Linked DNA regions of Gossypium arboreum: all the other regions are linked to region 4. Evidence: chromatin contacts called from public Hi-C data. All regions are on one chromosome and are shown on one strand. The core of a region is the stretch at or near the end of the contact, and the rest is flanking DNA. Distances in the headings are between cores, read along the strand shown.

Evidence for each region. Hi-C and Micro-C count contacts between places; a contact is called where the count stands out from the background.
Region 1: a contact with region 4 is called in a Hi-C map of leaf, with 2.9 times the contacts expected there. The contact joins the enhancer-like site here to the promoter of LOC128290524 in region 4. A contact is called at or near these places in 2 of 5 Hi-C or Micro-C datasets (both in leaf).
Region 2: a contact with region 4 is called in a Hi-C map of leaf, with 4 times the contacts expected there. The contact joins the promoter of LOC108465649 here to the promoter of LOC128290524 in region 4. A contact is called at or near these places in 3 of 5 Hi-C or Micro-C datasets (all in leaf).
Region 3: a Hi-C map of leaf shows a contact between it and region 4, with 4 times the contacts expected there. The contact joins the promoter of LOC108465643 here to the promoter of LOC128290524 in region 4. A contact is called at or near these places in 2 of 5 Hi-C or Micro-C datasets (both in leaf).
Region 5: a contact with region 4 is called in a Hi-C map of leaf, with 4 times the contacts expected there. The contact joins the promoter of LOC108465644 here to the promoter of LOC128290524 in region 4. A contact is called at or near these places in 4 of 5 Hi-C or Micro-C datasets (all in leaf).

The regions. Positions count from the first base shown.
Region 1 is chr3:105,453,884-105,457,858 of ASM2569848v2, reverse strand. No RefSeq gene overlaps it. Among protein-coding and RNA genes, the nearest start is that of LOC108475276, 15 kb to the right of the region's middle. Within about 2 kb of position 2,383, at least 2 of the 2 cell types and tissues checked have an H3K27ac peak or open chromatin away from gene starts, as enhancers often do. A contact at or near this core is called in leaf, where this site is marked.
Region 2 is chr3:106,305,454-106,308,976 of ASM2569848v2, reverse strand. LOC108465649 (probable protein phosphatase 2C 27) reads right to left here and starts at 2,094. Exons shown (of 4, transcript XM_017766019.2): 1 at 707-2,094; 2 at 324-518. The coding sequence starts at 898.
Region 3 is chr3:106,322,776-106,326,682 of ASM2569848v2, reverse strand. It overlaps LOC108465643 (high mobility group B protein 3-like), which reads right to left and starts at 1,911. Exons shown (of 8, transcript XM_017766014.2): 1 at 1,732-1,911; 2 at 1,596-1,645; 3 at 1,367-1,474; 4 at 1,079-1,136; 5 at 935-979; 6 at 765-845; 7 at 595-687; 8 at 256-502. The coding sequence starts at 1,636. The coding sequence ends at 485.
Region 4 is chr3:105,840,943-105,844,694 of ASM2569848v2, reverse strand. It overlaps LOC128290524, which reads left to right and starts at 1,888. Exons shown (of 2, transcript XM_053026205.1): 1 at 1,888-3,752. The coding sequence starts at 2,258. The coding sequence ends at 3,208.
Region 5 is chr3:106,108,854-106,112,571 of ASM2569848v2, reverse strand. LOC108465644 reads right to left here and starts at 1,990. Exons shown (of 5, transcript XM_017766015.2): 1 at 1,815-1,990; 2 at 830-953; 3 at 359-455; 4 at 1-82. The coding sequence starts at 1,878.

The sequences.
Region 1 (3,975 bases), core at 1,134-3,633, 390 kb after region 4:
ATTTCCATCAAGATTAAAGATTCTATTTTTATTTCTTTGTAGATTATTATCAGTTTCTTTCTTTCTTGTGCTTATACTATATTTTGGATGTTTTTATTTGCAAGCATGAACTAATTTTCTAAATATCTAGTGAGATGAACCCTATGATGAATTATGTCGTTTGATTTCTATTTTACGCAATAAATACTTAGATATTGTTCTCAATTATGTGTGTTTAATTCTTGGTTTGATATTTCTAGATTATTGATCAATGTTTGATGTGCTTAAATCAGAGGAGGAATGAGCCTATTTAAGAGTAGATCTAGCGAAATTGAGTGGAGTTGCATGTAATTCTAAAAATAGGACGACATAAATTACCAGATTAGAGTCAAACCTAATAGAGGAATCCATAGATAGGGTTAATACAATAATAAGGGTTTTAATTACAAAGAAATTTCAATTAATCAACCTAGAGTGCTCTTATTCTTGAAGAGAGATATTAGCATAATTTAGGGATTTCTACAGATCAAGATACTAAGCGAAGAAATTGTGTAATTTAGATTAATAATGATAGATGAAATTTAGATGAATTCTTTCATGGGTATTGTTTTGATTATTAGTTGTTTACTCAATTATTTGCCTAATTTGTTATTTGTCGCGTTCATAGTTAATTAATTTAGTTAATTCTATTTATCAATCAATTGCTCTAATTATTCGTTTAAACAATAGAAAGAAGGCAATTACTAGTACTTTTAGTCCGCGCGAGAACAATATCTTTGCTCACTGTAACTATACTATTAATTAATAGGTGCACTTGCCTTAGTTAGATTTTTAGTTGGTTTACGATTGCATCAAGTTCTTTTCTAGTCTGTGTGTTTGCTTGAAGAGAAGCAAAGATTTAAGTGTCAGAATTTGATCTGTCATAATTTAATATGGCAAATTGAGTCATTTTCAATACTTAACAACCTTTGAATCAAGAATTTTAATGTTATTTTAATAGTTTTATGATTTATTTGTTATTTATGCTTTGTCGATTAAAATAAGCCTTATAAGATATTTATTGACAAATTAAGCAACATCATTCCTAATAAATTCTAACTAAGTGATGTAATTGGTGTAAGAAACTGACTTGAGCTAAATGGCATAGATGTTAGAAGATTGTTGAGAATGTTGCTGCATTGAATACACGAAATCATGACATTAAAGCAGAATATGTACCTAGGATGAATTTTGAGATACATCATCATTGTAGGTGGACTATGACCAAGGTCACGACGTTGGAGGTTAAGAGTAGCAACATTGAAAAAGTGAAGTTACAAATTTTGATAAATAAAGTGAACTTTTATTGTTATTTAAAACATTTCATTTTTACAATTTAATTAAAAATCGTGTAAATATATAACCTTTGCGTAAGAAGGGAACTAATACTAGTAATAAATAAAAGCATCATCATGTTAATCTTTTAGATTCTTTGATGGAAAACTCTCTGAAAGTGGTGACGGTGATGGTGATTCACAATTATCTGAAGATCGTAACACCAAGAAAATTAGGTTTAAAGATGATTCCGATGGGGCTTCTGTGGATATGGCTATGGACTCTGATCCACCTTTAAGTGCGACAATGTCATGGAAAGACAAACTCTTTGGGGCTGGTTCGTCTGGTGCTGGTCAGGAAGTTGCGGGGGTTGATGAGGGAAGTGATGGAGATTTTATTCTGTTGGACGATGATATTATAAGGTCCACTGTTAATGGAATCCCGACAATTGATTTCTCCGATCGAGTCAAAGAAATTTTATACAAAGAGATGGAGATGACAGTAGTTTTAAAACTACTAGGCCAAAATATCAGCTATGGTGTTCTGTTTATTCGAATTAGCAACCTTTGGAAGCATATACATCCATTTCAATTAATGGATATAAGTTCCAGAACAAGGAGGATTATGACGATGTTTTAACACAGGGACCATGGATAATTTTTGGGCAATATTTGACAGTCCAACCGTGGACAAAAGACTTTTCTCCCCTTCAACCATACCCAACTGTAGTTATGGCGTGGATCAGGCTACCTGGATTACCTGGGTTTATGTACAAGAGGAAGATCCTCGAGGCAATTGGAAGCATGATCGGTAAGGTTGTAAAGTTTGACTTTAATACCGATAATAGAACTAGGGGCAGATTTTCCAGAATGGCTCTGTTCATCAACCTGGATAAGCCTCTCATTTCTCAGATTTGTGTTAATGGAAAAATTCAGAGGGTGGAATATAAAGCCTTACCAACGATTTGTTTTACCTATGGAAAATACGGGCATGTGAGGGAGTTGTGTCCCTTATCGAAAGAAACATCGAACAAAGCTGGTGACAAAGTGGTGATTGACGGTGGTTCAAGCAACAACAATGGCTACCTTAGGAAGGACTCTGAACCAACTTTCGGTCCTTAGATGTTGGTGGAGCATAGATCCCAGTGAAGATCAGGGAACTCTCAGGATTCTGGTGGTATGGTTGCTAGAAAAGGGAGGTTGGGCTCCAAATTTAATGTCCTTAACATTAAAGGTAAGAGGACTGGCAGTGAAGAGGAGACGACAAAGGCAGATTTTGGGGGATTAAACGCTAATGCGGTGGAATCTGATTTGATTCCCCTTGATTCTAGGGAAGAAAATAATATTAAATCTGTGACTTACCCGCATATTAAAGCTGCTAAAAAATTGGTTCTTGATTCAGATGCCCAAAAGAATATTTGCAATCCGGGCCTGAATTTGGAAGCCTAAAAGAATACTACTAAATTAGTTACTAAGCGCATGGGGGGAAGAGTCCATTTGGGCCAAGAAAATGACAGAATAAGGCTGAAAAGTCTGAGGAAAAATATAATGATTGATAGTGGGTCAAATGGGTCTCTGGTTAGGCCGCCATCCAAAGAGAACCCAAACGGATTATGTTTGCAGGCTTGTCCAATTGAAGCAAATCTTTTTGCATCCAGTATACATATGAATTCAAGGACCACAAGTATTCAAGCTTGTGGATCGGTGGAAAAGCAAGATAGGCCTTTGCCTCTCCCCAGGCCCGTTAATGACCAATAGCTTTCTCCTGCATAGTCCAATTCCAAGAAACCCCAGGTTTTTCCAAATGTTAAATTAATTTTGACTAACCTAGAATTTGTTACTGTTTTTTCGGATGCAGGTAACTTTGGAAACCATTTTGACTCTAAATTGCGAGCTAGCAACTCAAATTATATCAAGGCACATTTCAACCCAGCTTTTGAAGGCCTTGTAGAGGTTGAGGTCCAGCTAACTGATAATATTTTAGATCAAGGGAAACACTTTGCTGTCACTTTTAAAAAATTTTCTAATTCTCCTTATTAGTCTAAAGGTCATACTTTTGAGCCTATGAGTGCAGGCAACACAGGAAATAAGGATCGAAAAAGCAATGAAAATTTTGGCATTACTAAAGGAGGACATAATAATAGTAATGTCTTAAAGGGACGCGAGAGTATATTTAAAGCTTCTGTAAACTCACGAGTTTCTTTAGCTGACTCTATGAAATAGGTGGCGAAGCTTATATCCTCTGACCTCTCGAACGAAGATAAAATGGGAGTGCTTGTTGAATCTAACCCTAGTGGATTGAACGATTCCCGATAGTAATGGTATGGTTCTTTACAATTTTTTATTAATTATGAATCTCTCGATTTTTTCTTAGAATTGTCAAGGATGCACCAATGCCAGATTTCCTCGCATTTTTCGTGGGTATACTATGGAGTATAGACCAAATATTATTAGCTTGTTCGAAAGTAGAGTTAGTGGGCCCAAGGCTGATAAAATTATTGCAAATTTGGGATTTCAATTTTCTCACCAAATGGAGGCTATTGGTTATGCTAGGGGCATTGGATTGGATGGAATAAGTCTGTTAAAGTTAAGATTATACGAAAACACCCCCAATTCATTATTACTCGGGTTTGGCTTAGTTCTTCGTCAAATTCGATTTCAATTAGGTTCATTTATGGAAGTC
Region 2 (3,523 bases), core at 845-3,344, 460 kb before region 4:
CCAGTTTACTATTTGATCTAACGTACGTAGACTAATTTTCCCTTTTTTGAGTAGAGGACGCAAAATGCAATCTGACTCCTACTACAGGGGCCTCCATGGTACTTTTACCTACTAACCACACAAAGGTAAAATAAGCATAAGCTACATCACTGAGGAAACAAGGTTTTCACTGACTAGCAAGCATACGAGATGGACAAGCGGAAGGAAGTGCATAAATCAGATACTATATAAATTAAACAAAGTTATCTATTTGATACAATAACTAAGATGGTTCACTAAAAGATTAGTCAGGTCATAGATGGTAGATTGTAACATGATCATACCCCATAGAAAGCTCCAGGAGAAGGAAACTCGGCAGTTGTCCCCAAATGTCCGATAAGATCATCTATGCAAATGTGCTCATCCTCCATATACTGTTTGGGTCCTATTTCAGCACAACTTCCTGATCGCAATACCGGCAGAAACTCGTTCTTTTCATCAGAAGATGATTTGTGGACTATAATACCAATATCCAATTCCTGAAGAAAAAATTAAGTGTGTGAAAAATGGGAAAGGAAAGATCATCGAATCTAGCGGCTACATATTAAACTATTGGAGTGAAATTGCTAATATGATGTTATCTTCAGCTACTTCTGAATTAATGATCCAACAGCACATCAAATGAAATCAATTAAAAATCTTGCTCAAGATTAGAGATGAAACATACCAGATTAGCCTCGGCAATCAACTTGGCTGAGCCCATGGAATGGCGCATAACTGAGAGGTGGCGGGGAGGTTTACCAAGGGGGACTCGTTTTACATTATCCAAATTTTCATTGTCCATGTCTGATAAATTATCCTTACTATAACTATCTTCTACGATTTGACATGGAGCTGAAATATCCATATCTGCTGCCATATTCCTTACTCAACCATGGATTAAAGATCTCAACAACCCTCTCTAAAATTCTTGGAGAAATGTCTCAAAACACAACCAAATCCTGAAGCAACTTGTCAGAAATCTTCCAAACAAAGCTTGGAGCCAATCTTAAGTTTATTACCAGACAGATAAAATTACTCAAAGCAATCAAATGCCTCGATGAAATTCCAACCTAAAGGAATCTTATATTTTGTGCATTAGGGTTCCTTGGCAACAATTCAAAAATCTGAGGAAACCAATTCGTTGGGTAAAGATGTAAAAATTCTAAAATATGTAGAACCGGGGTCAACTTCCAGATCAAACTAAACTAACCCAGACGGTATCAGAAAAAGAAAAACTCAAAACTTTATACGATGACTAAGTCTTCAATTACCTCCGAATCAAGCTATCCAACAGCCCATCTAAATTATGGGTTTTTTATAATCACTTGAAGCAATTGACGGAATCTCTCCAAAAAGAACCCCAGATCAGAACTCGATTAATTTACCAATAAATAGATGAAACCAACAACAGTATCACGATATTCATTGAAGGAGAAGAAGAAATGAAGAAGAATTGCACCAATAAAAGGAAAGAAACAATAAAGGTCCAACCAAGGATAGGGGAAAACTGTAAAGAAAATAAGAGAAATTCTCACAAATGGTAAATATGACGGTTCTTTGTGTTTTGCCTTTGCGTTTGCCCTTTTTTTTAGTAATTTTTTCTGGGTGGGTTGATCCAAGAGAGAGAGAAAGAGAGAGAGAAGGCAATGGGCGTTGAAAAGAGAGAAACGGGGGAATGGAAAACAAAGGTAAAAACTTGGTGTAGCTGTTGGTTCTTTGTTGCTAATGCTATGTGGTTGGTCACCGGCGATTCCAGGTAATCCGGTGGATCTTCTAAGCTGTCGCGGGCCGAAGATGGCGTTTGCATTGTGGCTTTTAATAATTGGTGGTAACACTTGGTTGACCGGATGGTATTTTTATTTTCGTTAGTTGCGGCCCTAACTTCCTAGCCGTTGGATCTCTCTGTCTTGCTTTTCTTATTTCATTTTTTAACGGTTTGAGAGATGGGATGAGAGGTTAGGCTCGTTAACGTCCGTTTAGAGGACGTGGCAGATTGTGATTGGAAGGAAGTTTAGAAGCAGTAGAAGTAATACAACTACAACACTTCACTGCATCCATCTCTCTTTCAGTCTAAAATTAAACACTGTTCACTTCTGTCTAAAATAATAACACAAGATACGTGTCTAGCATCATCTCTTATCACCCCTTCATTTAAATCATCAAATTAAATTAATTAAACATTTTTCATAAAATATTAATATTTTATTAAATTAAGCATTAATGATTATTTCAAGTACAAATTATTTTAAGTTATGATCCTCTACTTTCTTTAAATTTAAAATTAATATTTACATATTTTTAGTATAATTAAAATATCTTTTAGATTTATTTTAAATTGATTCATATTATTCTACTAATAATTGATACCTTTAATTATTTTAATTAAAATTAATATTAAACTTTTTCTTTAAAAAATACACATTTCAAATTTGCAAAAAATAAAAATAAAAATGATTTCATCATACTTAAAATATTTTTAAGTTTTATAAAACTAAAAATAAGTCTCCAAAATGCCTTAGACAAATGTTTTTAAGGACCCAAGACCTTTCAAAAATGTTTCTAAGTCTTTCTCATGCACATTTTAGGTTATGTATTAATACTTGTCGGGTAAGTATTGATACCCCCTTATCGAGTATCTAATAACACTATGAATTTCGGAACTGAATCGAATCATCCGGTTGGTTTGAGAATCAGTTGGGATACCGATTTGGAACAAAAGATTAGGTCGATTTATCATTGACTTGATGGTCGAATCAATTTTTTAATATTTTTATAAATTTTTAATGAATTTTAATCGATTCGGTTGGATTAATAGAACTCATGGTTGGTTCGATTTGACCATCGTTGTAACACCTCGAAAATTTTGATATGACATGTGGCATAATTTCAAGTTCAAATAACGAAAAAATTATGAGAAAAATTTATGGAATGACTCAGATAAGAAATTTTATAAAACGCATTGGATATTGGTGATGGAAATATGTGAAAAGAGTTGTAAAAGTGAAAATATGACAAAAAGGACCAAATTGTAAATTTTGACAAGTATGAGGACTTATGTGCAAAATTACCCAAAATGGAAAATATCAATTATTATGGATTATTTTACATGAAATGGATTGGAATGTGGTTTGGTGCAATGAAAATCACTTTTGGGGACTAAAATTGGAAAATTTGAATAATATAAAGATTGAATTGCAATTTTCTCATTTTTATTGGGAAAAGGGCCAAAGTGCAATTTTTACCACTCATAAAGTTATATTAAATATTTATGATGAATTATGAGCTTGAATTTGTCTAAGTATCAATTCTGAGAAGAAAATTGTAAAAAAAGGGCAAAAAGGAAATTTTGTCACAAAAAGGTAATTTGGTCAATTCTTGAGACTTTTATGATGGAAGTGATATTTATATATGATATTTGATATCTGGAATTATTTTGGATCATTGGAACCTCGTATTAAGGAAATGATCTCCAAACAGACAAATTCAGACTTAAGTTGTTGGA
Region 3 (3,907 bases), core at 662-3,161, 480 kb before region 4:
TACGAACAAAATGACCATTGAACCAAGAATTCAACGCAAAACCGAGGAATTGTCCCATAAAATGATTGGTATCAAATCTCAAGTTCAATCTCTTAAAATCCCTACCCCAAATGCCCCCGAATAAGAACCCAGGAATTATTTCAAATGAATTGTGTTAAAAAGCTGTATGCCACGAGAATAAATGAACCAATAGAACAGCAGCAAAAAAGCAATAGAATATGGGCAGGTAACAAAGTCATACAAAGAGGGACCAAATTCTCTAGAAAAGGATTTACCTATCTTACGCCATTCAACTTCAAATGCAAAATACATGTAGCAACAAATTACCCATCTACAACTATTAATTTCCAAACGTCAAAAGAAACCAACACCATCCAGAGTTACATTTTTGCTTAAATGAAATTTGCATTTAAAAAGCATTAACATAAGATGATCAAACACTATCACAGCCTACTTTGATTATGCTATCCTCCCAGGATTTTTCCTACTCATCATCTTCTTCCTGCATTTACCAAAAAAGAGAAACCCGAATCAATAGGGTCCAAAATAAGCCAGAAGATCAGTGACACAAAACTTATACTAATTGCAACTCACGTCTCCACTGCCTTCATCATCATCTTCTTCTTCATCATTCACCTCAGATACAGACTTCTCAGATTCCTCCTCATCTTCTTGGGGACCCTCAGCCTGGAATTAATCCAAAAAGTTTATTAACTTTTAACTCGTCAAATAATATGTATAAACAAAAGATAACAGCAAATCACCTGTCTCTTATTGTAGGCTTTCATGTTCTTTTCATACTCGACCTTTCGTTTCTCTGCCTTATCAACATAAGGTCGCTTTTCCTAAAATCATTTATTTTACATTAATCATGATGCACATTTGCATGTATGTTGAAGATTATTTTCAGTACTGAACATAGAAAAATACTTACAGCTTCAGAAAGGCTCTTCCATTTATCTCCACCAGCTTTGCCAACCTGAATTTGAATCCAAAAGAGAAATTAAGAAAATAAATAAATAAATAAAAAGGAAAGAAACCTGTAAGAAAATCCAAAAAAGAAAATGGTCATACTTACAGCAGCAACGGACTTGTTTTTAGGGTGCTCCTTCTTGTATTGCTCGCGGAACTCCTCCCTTTTATCACGAAATCAACATTAACAAATTAGATGAAATATGAATGTAAATAGTAATCTCATCCTCGAAGATCAACTTTGCTTTGACAATAAGAAGATTCGTTCAATTCACCTCTTCGATTGTGGTTTTTACGAAGAATATAAACGCCAGAGTTTTCCACGAAGCAAATGGAACAAACCAAAAAATTTAAAGAAAACCGACAAATACAGGAGAGATTCATGAATGATTACATGAAAACGAAGAAGGCGCTAGCAGGCCTCTTTGGCTTGTTTGGATCCTTAGCTGCCTTCCCCGATTTCTTTCCAGCTTTCGTGATTGATTTCTTATTCACGGAGAGCCTACAAACGAACCAAAAAATTTAAAAAAAAATAGAAGTCAAATAATAGGAAACGTTAATACACATCACGATCTGAGGTCCTAGAACACGCGATCTGAAGAGCCGAAAGGAGAAAAGCTTACTTGGCGCTCTTGGCATCCGACTTGGATTTACCTCCTTTCATGTTTGAATCCTGCAAATGAAATCGCAGATGAGTGAAAAAGCAGATGAAATCGATAGAAAGAAGTGGAAATTCGATAAAAATCGATGGGGAAATACCTGATAGAGGGCTAGGGTTAGAGTTACGGATGAGAGAGGGAGAGAGGAATTGGGGAATAAAAGTGCGATAGAAATAGAGATGTATTGAGAATAGAGGAGGGTTGAGTTGAGAGGCCGAATCTCGAAAGCGGAGATATTAAGTTTTGGGCAAATTGAAATTCAATTGCACGCGAAATGAGAATTGAGGGGGTTTAGGCGGGATTGGGAATTTTCATGCCACGTCATCGATCTGTGTGCTTTTATGTTATTGGCTGTGTCACTCCTAATCTTTTTGGCTTTCCAGATTCTCACCTCTTTCTTTTGTTGTGCTTCCTCTGTGCTTCTTCTCTCTCTCACCTGATTCGTGATTTAATGGGCCCTTCCCTGATTCTAGCCCAATCCATTTATTTCAGGGCCTCATACATGGACCTTAAAATGGCTCCCCAAGTCCATTTTCAGCTCAACTTTACGCCACACCGCCACTCAAATTACTCTATTCATCCAAGATTAAAAACAAAACTTATACTCATCTACATAATCTTTTAATAGAATCGTAAGGCTACGTTTACTGTTACTAGGGTTGTAAGCTAGGAATCTTTGAATTCCTTCTTCTTTCAATGCTTGTGATTGACTTGTTGGGCAGTGGTATACCTGTCGCTATTTCATGGTAGTCGCATTGTCATAGCGATGTGAAAATATTTCACACTAATATTAGTTAAATTGTTTCTCTTTTCTTCAAAGTCAAAGGCAGCCTAATCAAAAAAATCATCGTATTTGGTATTGCAATCAACTAAAGTAAACTCAATAGAAACTAATGCTCAATTGTGACTTGTTGACAAGTCAAATATTTTGCAACATACTCAATAACCTTCCTTTTCATATCGAACCACCAATACAAACCTTTCAAATTATGGCACATCTTGTTATCTCCAGGATGTATGGCATAGAAACTACTGGGAGCCTCTTGAAGTATCTCATGCTTCAACTCCTCATCACTAGTCACATAAATCCTCTTTTAGAACATCAAACGACCATCATTATATCGATATCACAGTCATTAGCTCTATTTTCCTCAAATTACCTTCTCATTGCTAACAACTTCATATCAACCAATTGTTTATCTCTAATTTGCTAACAACTTCTAATTTGCTTAACTTGCAATTCAGCCAAAAGACCACCATCATCCACCAACTATAACCGAGCAAACATAGCTCTCAAATCTACCAATAACTTCTTACTCAAAGCATCAACACCGCCATTTGTCTTGCCCAGATAATAATCAATAATATAATCATAATCCTTTAATAGTTCAATCCATCTTCACTATCTCAAGTTCAACTTATTCTGAGTTAAGAGATATTTAGGACTCTTGTAATTAATGTATATATAAAACTTCTTACAATACAGATGGTGTCATCATATCATTAATGCAAATACTACCATCACCAACTCTAAATCATGAGTTAGATAGTTTCGCTCATGATTTTTCAATTGCCTTGAAGCATATGTCACTACCTTCCCCTCTTGCATCATTATACATCCTAAACCAGTATATGAAGCATCATCGTAAATAATAGTCTTTCCCTTAATTCTGGTTGATTCAAAACAAGAGCCTTTGTTAAAATAACCTTTAATTACTCGAAACTCTCCTGATGCTTCTCATTCCACTCAAATGGCTTACCTCTTTACAACAATTTCTTCAACGGAATGGAAATCATGGAAAAACCCTTAACAAAGTGACAATAAAATCCAGCTAAAACCCAAGAAACTATTAACCTCGATAACATTCTTAGGTTCTTTCCGCTCCAGGATAGCTTCTATCTTCTTAAGGTTAACTTTAACACCAACCTCAAAATAAGATGACCAAGAAAAATCACTTTTGACAACTAGAAATCACGTTTACTCAACTTTACAGATAACTTCTTTTCTCAGAAAATCTATAGAACAACTCAAAGATGTCTATCATTATCATCCTTAAACCTCGAATACACTAAAATATTATCAATGAACACCACCAAAAATTGATCAACATATTGTTGGAAGATACGATTAATCAAATCTATAAATGCAACTGGAGTTGGGATCTAGCATCCTTAGTGTAGTGATTACATCTATGTACTTGAAATTTTTCAAACAAATTGGTTTAATAAAACTCCATCATTATTATTAATATCTTTTTGTTTATTGTCTTAAATGG
Region 4 (3,752 bases), core at 639-3,138:
TAAAATCTTCAAATGCCCAAAAATCTATTAATAGCAAACTTGAGAGTGAATCTTATTTTCCATGTGTATAACGAGTACATAACCAATGACTTTTCATAAATAAGTTTTCTCTCTTACAAGTTTTCATCAGTAAAATTTTACCACATAATTTTAATTTAGAACTTATTCTGAATACTGTAGAATTATACTTACAGTTTTTAAAAAATACTTGCAACTTTAGATGCATTCAACCATAATAAGCTTTAGATAGAATTATCATATTCTATTGCTTATGAGTAGATCTTTATAGTCAAATATTTTGTTTTCAACCCCTTTAATAGGGATGATGACAAAGGAATATCATAAATATTATAAATTAATAATTCAATCCCTTTTTTATTCATATGAAATATAATTTTTTCTCATTCACAATCTCAATATGAGATCCATTACAAATAACTTTTAAAAGTAATGCATTAACCATCACAAATTTTGTACTTTTTAGATAGTGATATATTAGCTCTTTTGGAGCTTTCAACTAATTTTGTATTATTAAATACTGGAATAATATTTGTTTGTTTCAGCACCAAATAAGATAAATATTTTCTATCCGTAATGATAGAATTCATTACTACATTTTATATTATTCCTCAAAGAATATTTATAGAAACAAAATATTTGGGCATATGCCACATACGTGGCTAATAATTTTTCATATCATATTGATAACATAAGTTATCTTTACCCTTGGAAAAGTTGTCTTGAAAACTCTCATTGTTCTCTTATTTATTATTATGTTCCCACTTTTAGTGGTCAATTAGTATATATTTTATTTTCTTTATGTTTACATTCACTTTGGGGAATACAACAAATCTAGTAGGACGGACTTATAAACATCCCAATAGATTCTTTATTTCATAATCACCATCGCAAACATGCGTGGATTTTAAATTAAAATCTATCTATTCATGTTGTCATGATTAGTCTCTAATTATAATAAATATGATATAATAAATAAATCATAGTAAAATATACTTGAAGATCTTTAACAACATCATCATCACTAGAAGGTATGAGATAGTTCGAAAATATTCTTGATTTCATATAGATAACGGTATCAAATCTTTCACCATCCTTAAGAACAAAAAGTAAAATAAGTTAATCAAAATAATGATAACATATAATGAAAGAAGAATGAAAAATAATAATCTGATATGAAATATTAAATAAAATAAACTTCTTGTAAAAACTTTGCATTTTGCCGTCAAAGAAATTGAAAATTGTGGAGGATAAACTTGATCGTCGATAAAAGGAACTATCACTTTGAGCAATATCGTACTGATAATATGTTATAAAATAAAGAGAGATGGGGAGAATAAAGAACAAAGAAAATATGAAAGTAACAGAGAATGTACTTTAATGATCAAAAGGGGTGATTACAATGCTTCATCAGAATCTCTATTTATAGGCATAAGAAGTATAAAAGAGATTTAATTCCAATAACTATTAGAATTTAAAGTATACTAAAACTTTATCTTGATCATGATAAACATCCATTTAATAATATATTCATAACAACTAATTCTTTTTTCCCTTTAAAAGATTTATTTTTTTTCTTTCCTTACAAGCTTATTCATTCAACTTGATCCAACTCTAGGAAATCTTAGAGAATTTATTAAAGCCATTTATTGTTTTTCTCTAAAATTCTTTTTGGAAAAGTTTAATAACACTCAATTCACTTCATATTGTTCATCTTCTATTTTGTTGATTCAATTTTTTTCCATCTTTTGATACGAAATGTTTTATTCAACGGCTATTTTAGGTTATGAGTTTTGTTATTTATGGCTTATTTTAATTATGTTATTTGTGTTACTTAAACGATGTGTTTCATCAGGTTGTTTTAATGAAACGTTGTGTAAAAGAGTTAGCATAACGGCCCGCTAAATACGGGTTGTACAACTGTTTAGGTTGTTTTTTGTCTTTCTTATATGCAACCAATGTTTTGGCTGCTACAATTATGAAAATATTCAGAAATTGGTTTCTTCTTTCCCTCTCAATTCTTCCTATCTAATCTCCTTCTTTCTCTTCTATTTCTAGTTGAAAAAATACACCGTAAGAAAGGTATAAGAGCTAACGATTCTCCATGACCGGTGAAGGCCCAACCACTCGTCTTCAGAAAAAGATTTCACACATCCAGTAGGAAATGTCGCAGGTGCAGGCGGACCTTTCGCAACTTAACGGTAGAATGGATTAACTCTATAGAGAGATCCGAACAGATATGCAAGTTCTTTCTGAGAAGTATTTCAGCCAGGTGACTTCAACATCTGTTCTCAACCTTATCCATGACAAGGGTAAGGTAATAATGGGGGAAGCTCCACTGGGGTATTCGATCAAAGATGCTTGGGCAGATTTGGGACCAAAAGGAGCGAATTCGAGGATGACAAGAGTTGATACATCACACTGGGGATTTAGAATTGACTGCCCACAATTTGATGATTCCAATTTTAGGAGTTGGTGGTCCAAGTTAGATCAGTATTTTGAAGCTGAGAACATCTTGGGTAATGCTCGAGTGAGGGTAGTGATGCTGAATCTGGATAGAAGAGAGTTAGAGTGGCATCACTTCTTTGCTCAAAGACATGGGGGATTACCGTCACTGACCTGGGATACCTATACTCGTGCCTTGAAAGAAAGATTTGGCACTAATTCGTTTCTAAATCCTATGTCAGTGCTAGTGGCACTGAAACAACAATGTGCCATTGACCAGTATCTTGATTCTTTTCTTAGTTTGCTGAATCAACATCATTTACCAGATGATTATGCTTTAGATATTTTTGTGAGCAACTTGAAAATAGAGATACGACAATACATTTTATTATTTAAACCTAAGATTTTAGTGGAGGGTTATTTGATGGCCAAGCAGGTGGAGGAGATTTTGGGCTACAATCAAAGGAAATTCTGGCCAAGTCAGATTGGGAGTCATACTAAAAGGGCTACTTTACCTCCAACACTATCTTCTCCTACACGATCTTTTTTGGTTCCAAGGCTCACTCATGGGTCAAGTTCTATAGTAGTAGGAAATCAGAAAGGATCGACAAAATCCTTATCCCTGGTTGATATGGAAGATCGGAGAAAAAAAAGGGTTGTGTTTCTAGTGTACAGCCAAATACTCTCCAGGGCACAAGTGTGTCAAATCACAACTGTATTAGGTAATGCTCGAACCTTACCCTGATAGTGAGGATGATATTAGGAGCCCTCAAATTGATGAACTTACAGAGGAAACTGAACCACTGGATACACTTGACAAGGTTGACCGTGAAAAAGAAACAACCACACCACCTCTTCTTTCTCTACATGCTATACAAGGTTCACAAGGGCTTCACACGATGCGAGTGGCAACTACAGTTGGGGCTTCATCCGTAATCAGTTTGGTCTGCTCAGGAAGCACACATAATTTTGTGGATTCTCGATTCGCTAAGAAACTTAACTTGTACGTGGAACCGACTTGTAAATTGAAAGTGACTATCACTGATGAAAGATGTATGCTCAGACAAGGCATCTGCCGAGCTATTTCTTGGGAAACCCCAGGCTACTCTTTCAAGACTGATTTTTTGGTCCTTCTATTGAAGGGTTGCGATTTGGTGCTGAGAGTGTAGTGGTTGTTAACACTCGGGTCTATCAGCTGGAATTTTAGCTCTTTAACCATGTGGTTTCCTTACTAGGGAGATTTTTGCATACTACAGGGTATTCAACTTGATGCTATTTTGGTGATGAAC
Region 5 (3,718 bases), core at 741-3,240, 270 kb before region 4:
AAGCTTTTTCTTCATCATATATGAATTTAGGTAGTCTCTTCATTAGATCCTTTCTATCAGCTCCAGCTACTGCCTTGCTGATCTATTGAAGAATAACAAGAAAACCCAAATTGAACATCGTATAAGCCATGAAAATAAATAGTGCAGGTTATACAAAAAGCCAAACACAAATAATATTTCCCAGAGTTCTGCAGGTCTGAATCATCTAAATAGAAAAATCAGAAACTATAAAACCAGAACGAATTGATGAATCAATGGAGGTGTTTTATTTCACTTGAACAGATAACAAATATACATAATGGAGAAACAAGGAGATATTTTAGTGCAATTTTGCATCCATTTGCAATGCTAATATCACCTGGGGAGCAAATACACATCCAAGTGCACCAACCACAAGTCCTCCCAAAATAAAACCTCCAACAAAGATGCCTGCACTGCTTGGTCTTTCACCATCACTAAGGACACAAGAAGAGAAAGACTCCCACTGAGTATTTCTATAATATTAATGTCCACAACAGAACATCCAAAAACAACATAACAAACTTAAGGTATGTTACTCAAGACTTAGATATGAACGTCTGTTACATGTATGTCTTTGACATGGGTATATTCAAAATTTTCTAAGTATTTGGATGGTCTTTGGAGTGTCATCTCTCCGTATCCAATCCAAATGTGTCTGAAACATACACTTGAAGAAAAATAAAAAGTTAGACCAACATAGAACTTAAGTATTTAGTTGATAATGCTTTCATTAGTAGGTGCCAGTTACAGGACTACTTGTACGTACTATTATGCATTCTTGTGCTCCGAACGTGATCAGTGATGATACCTGTAGGAAGCTTGAACTGTTACTACTGGCCTTCTAGAGGAAGAAAGATGCAGTTTTCCTAAGCCATTAGAATTGAATGACGAGTTTGTGGGACTAGCACCCCCTGCTGTCTTTAAATGTGAGCCTAAACACACACACAAAAAAAAGTAAGGAACAAAACAATGATACAGCTTTGGTGTAGACATATAATAGAAAATAGAATTAATATTAGTTTAGTTTTGCGTTTGTATAAAGAGCAAAGACAACCAATTTTCTGATTTCAAAGAATGGACATGAACATGATGACGATAATGATGATATAATCTAAAAATCTGAATCAACACTAAAACCCAGATTCTTGTTGTAAAAGATCTGAACGGCTGAACTAAAATAAACAAACAATCATGAGCGTCATGTCAAACAATCAATTCCAACCAAGCTATAACCTTTAGCGAATCCAATCGTTATCTTTCATCTTTAGCTTATAGCATTTGCAGTCGGTTATTGCCCCAGGGTTTTAGGGTACACCAAGTCAAATATTTTACAAGTATGCTAACATATTTAAAGAATGAATAAGGCCTATTGTAATTATTCTACTACCCTCCCACAGCTTCAATATTGAAAATTTAATCAAAGTCCACAGATACAACGATGATAGATCATATTCCTTCAAAATTTTTTTCTGCATTACTATCTTATTTCACTGAATAAAAAATAAAAAATAACAAGTACAGTTTAGGGCAATCAAAATTAAGCAGGGTCTTGAACCCAAAAAAAATCATGGAAATGACTAGTGTAGAACTAAATGCAGCTAAAAGTTTTCAGCTAGTGCAATAAATCCGACGGCCTAAGCAAGAAAGAAGAGGAGAGTATTAATTTATTATGCATTAGAACTTAGAAGTTGAATTATATTCCATTTAAAATAAAGTTGATTAGAACGAATGAACAGAAAAAAAGAAGATCAGAAGGAAAAAAGAAGAGAGATGAAGTAAAGGAATTATATTACCAGAAGAAGATAATTGGAATGGAAGACTTGTGGGCAAAACCAAAGAATTAGAGAGGATAGTCATAATTTAAGAGAGAGAGAGAGAGAGAGAGAGAGAGAAATACAAAGGAAAGGAAGCAGGTGAGAATTGAAAGCAGGGAAGTTGATTTTGACTTTGATAAGCCCCGCGGTGGAAGTTGTTGGGCCAGGCCTAACTTCTTCAATGGCGCCCGTTGTTTACTTATATTTCTGAAATATAGATATTTATCAGTTCTGGGACATCATGAGGGTTTGTGTGCTGGTTCAGAATTTGTAGTCCAATACTCCAATTCTGTCATGCAGTGTTACAAGTTATTTTAATATTAATTTAATAAATATATATATTTAGTCGAAAAATTATAAATTTAATTTAAAATATTTTTAAAAATTATAAATATTATTATAATAATATTTTATTTTTATTTTATATAAATTAAAAAATTTAAAACACTAAAAAATAATAGAGGTCCAAGAATCAAACTGGAATTGACGAAAATTTGTATATAAAATCTTTACCCTCTACCTATAGCTCATTTATTATTAACATTTTTATAAACATATTTTTACATAAAGATTTTACTTTTACACACGTGAGTGTGATATAATCCAACGTTCTAAAATCAAATTAATTCAACTAAAACATGATACAACTCCCATTGTATGCTTGCAAATTGATTTTAACCGAGCAAAGTGAATGGCTTTTGGCAGAGAATCCACTTAAAATTGTTAAATCAACCTAGACAATCGATAGTGTACCAACTTGACATATTTATGTGCTTTATTCAATTTGGCGTTGTGCCTTTCTACTGTTTTTCTTTTCTTTTCTTTTTCTATTTTATTTTTTCGATTTATTCAATTATATTTCCTTTGTTATTTTTTTTTATTATGAGCAACTAAATCAATTTCTAACCAAAGGTAAACCAAAATTTGGTATTTGAGTTGTGAGATCCGAAATCGTGTTTAACCCTTCTCGTTAAGGTATTTGTTTTTTCTCCAAGTCAAGAGATAGATAGGATCGTCTCATAGTATTGTTTTTAGCTCCGTGTCAAGAAGGATCCTTTATACAGTGTTGGGAACAATACACAGTTGGTACAATTAATTTGGTGCCGAATTACTTTACCGAAGAACAAGTTGCTGAGGTTTGATTGGTAGTGCAGTTGGGTGACGTCGTGGGATTAAGTGATCTAATTTAAATGATTCACGCGGTTGAGATCGTTAACTAGAGTATGATTCTTCTAGCTTGTAAGGCCGCTGACGGATTAAGTCGTGAAAGCATCTTTTGGGGTTATTCATTCGATAAGGGTTAATCATTGGGTGGTTCCCACGATTATTTACGATTAAGGAAGAATTGGTTGTTGAGGTGTCCTTAATCACTATATATATAACTGCCCACCCAACGAAGTTCTAGTATTCTGTTACTATTTATAGAGATATGGTATTTGAAGTAAAATTTGAATGAGTAAGGTATTAGTTTTAACTAAGTATAAGACTCTGTGAATGCACCAACTGGCGAATCTTGTGTTTGGCGAGCTCAGTAGTTTGGTAAACTCTCCTGTGGAGTATACGTCACCCCAGTTGTTTAGGCGTTTAAGTTAAGTTCGTAATTTGATAGAATTAGTTATTATTTTTGGGTGTGACGATTTAGTTAGTCTAATGAGAACTGGTTAGAATGGAACTAAGTTACTATAGTTGATAAGACTAAAATTATGGTGGAGTACTTAGTCACGATTATCGGGGGAGAGTTAGTGGGCTAATTTGACTTTTCCACTAAGCCTTACTTCCGTGTTTAGTTGTATAAAGTTAGTAGTGACTTCTTGGGCAAGTTTTATGTCTTCTTCGCATTCATTTTGCTTCTAGATTTTTCTCTACTCTCACTCCTTCTGAAA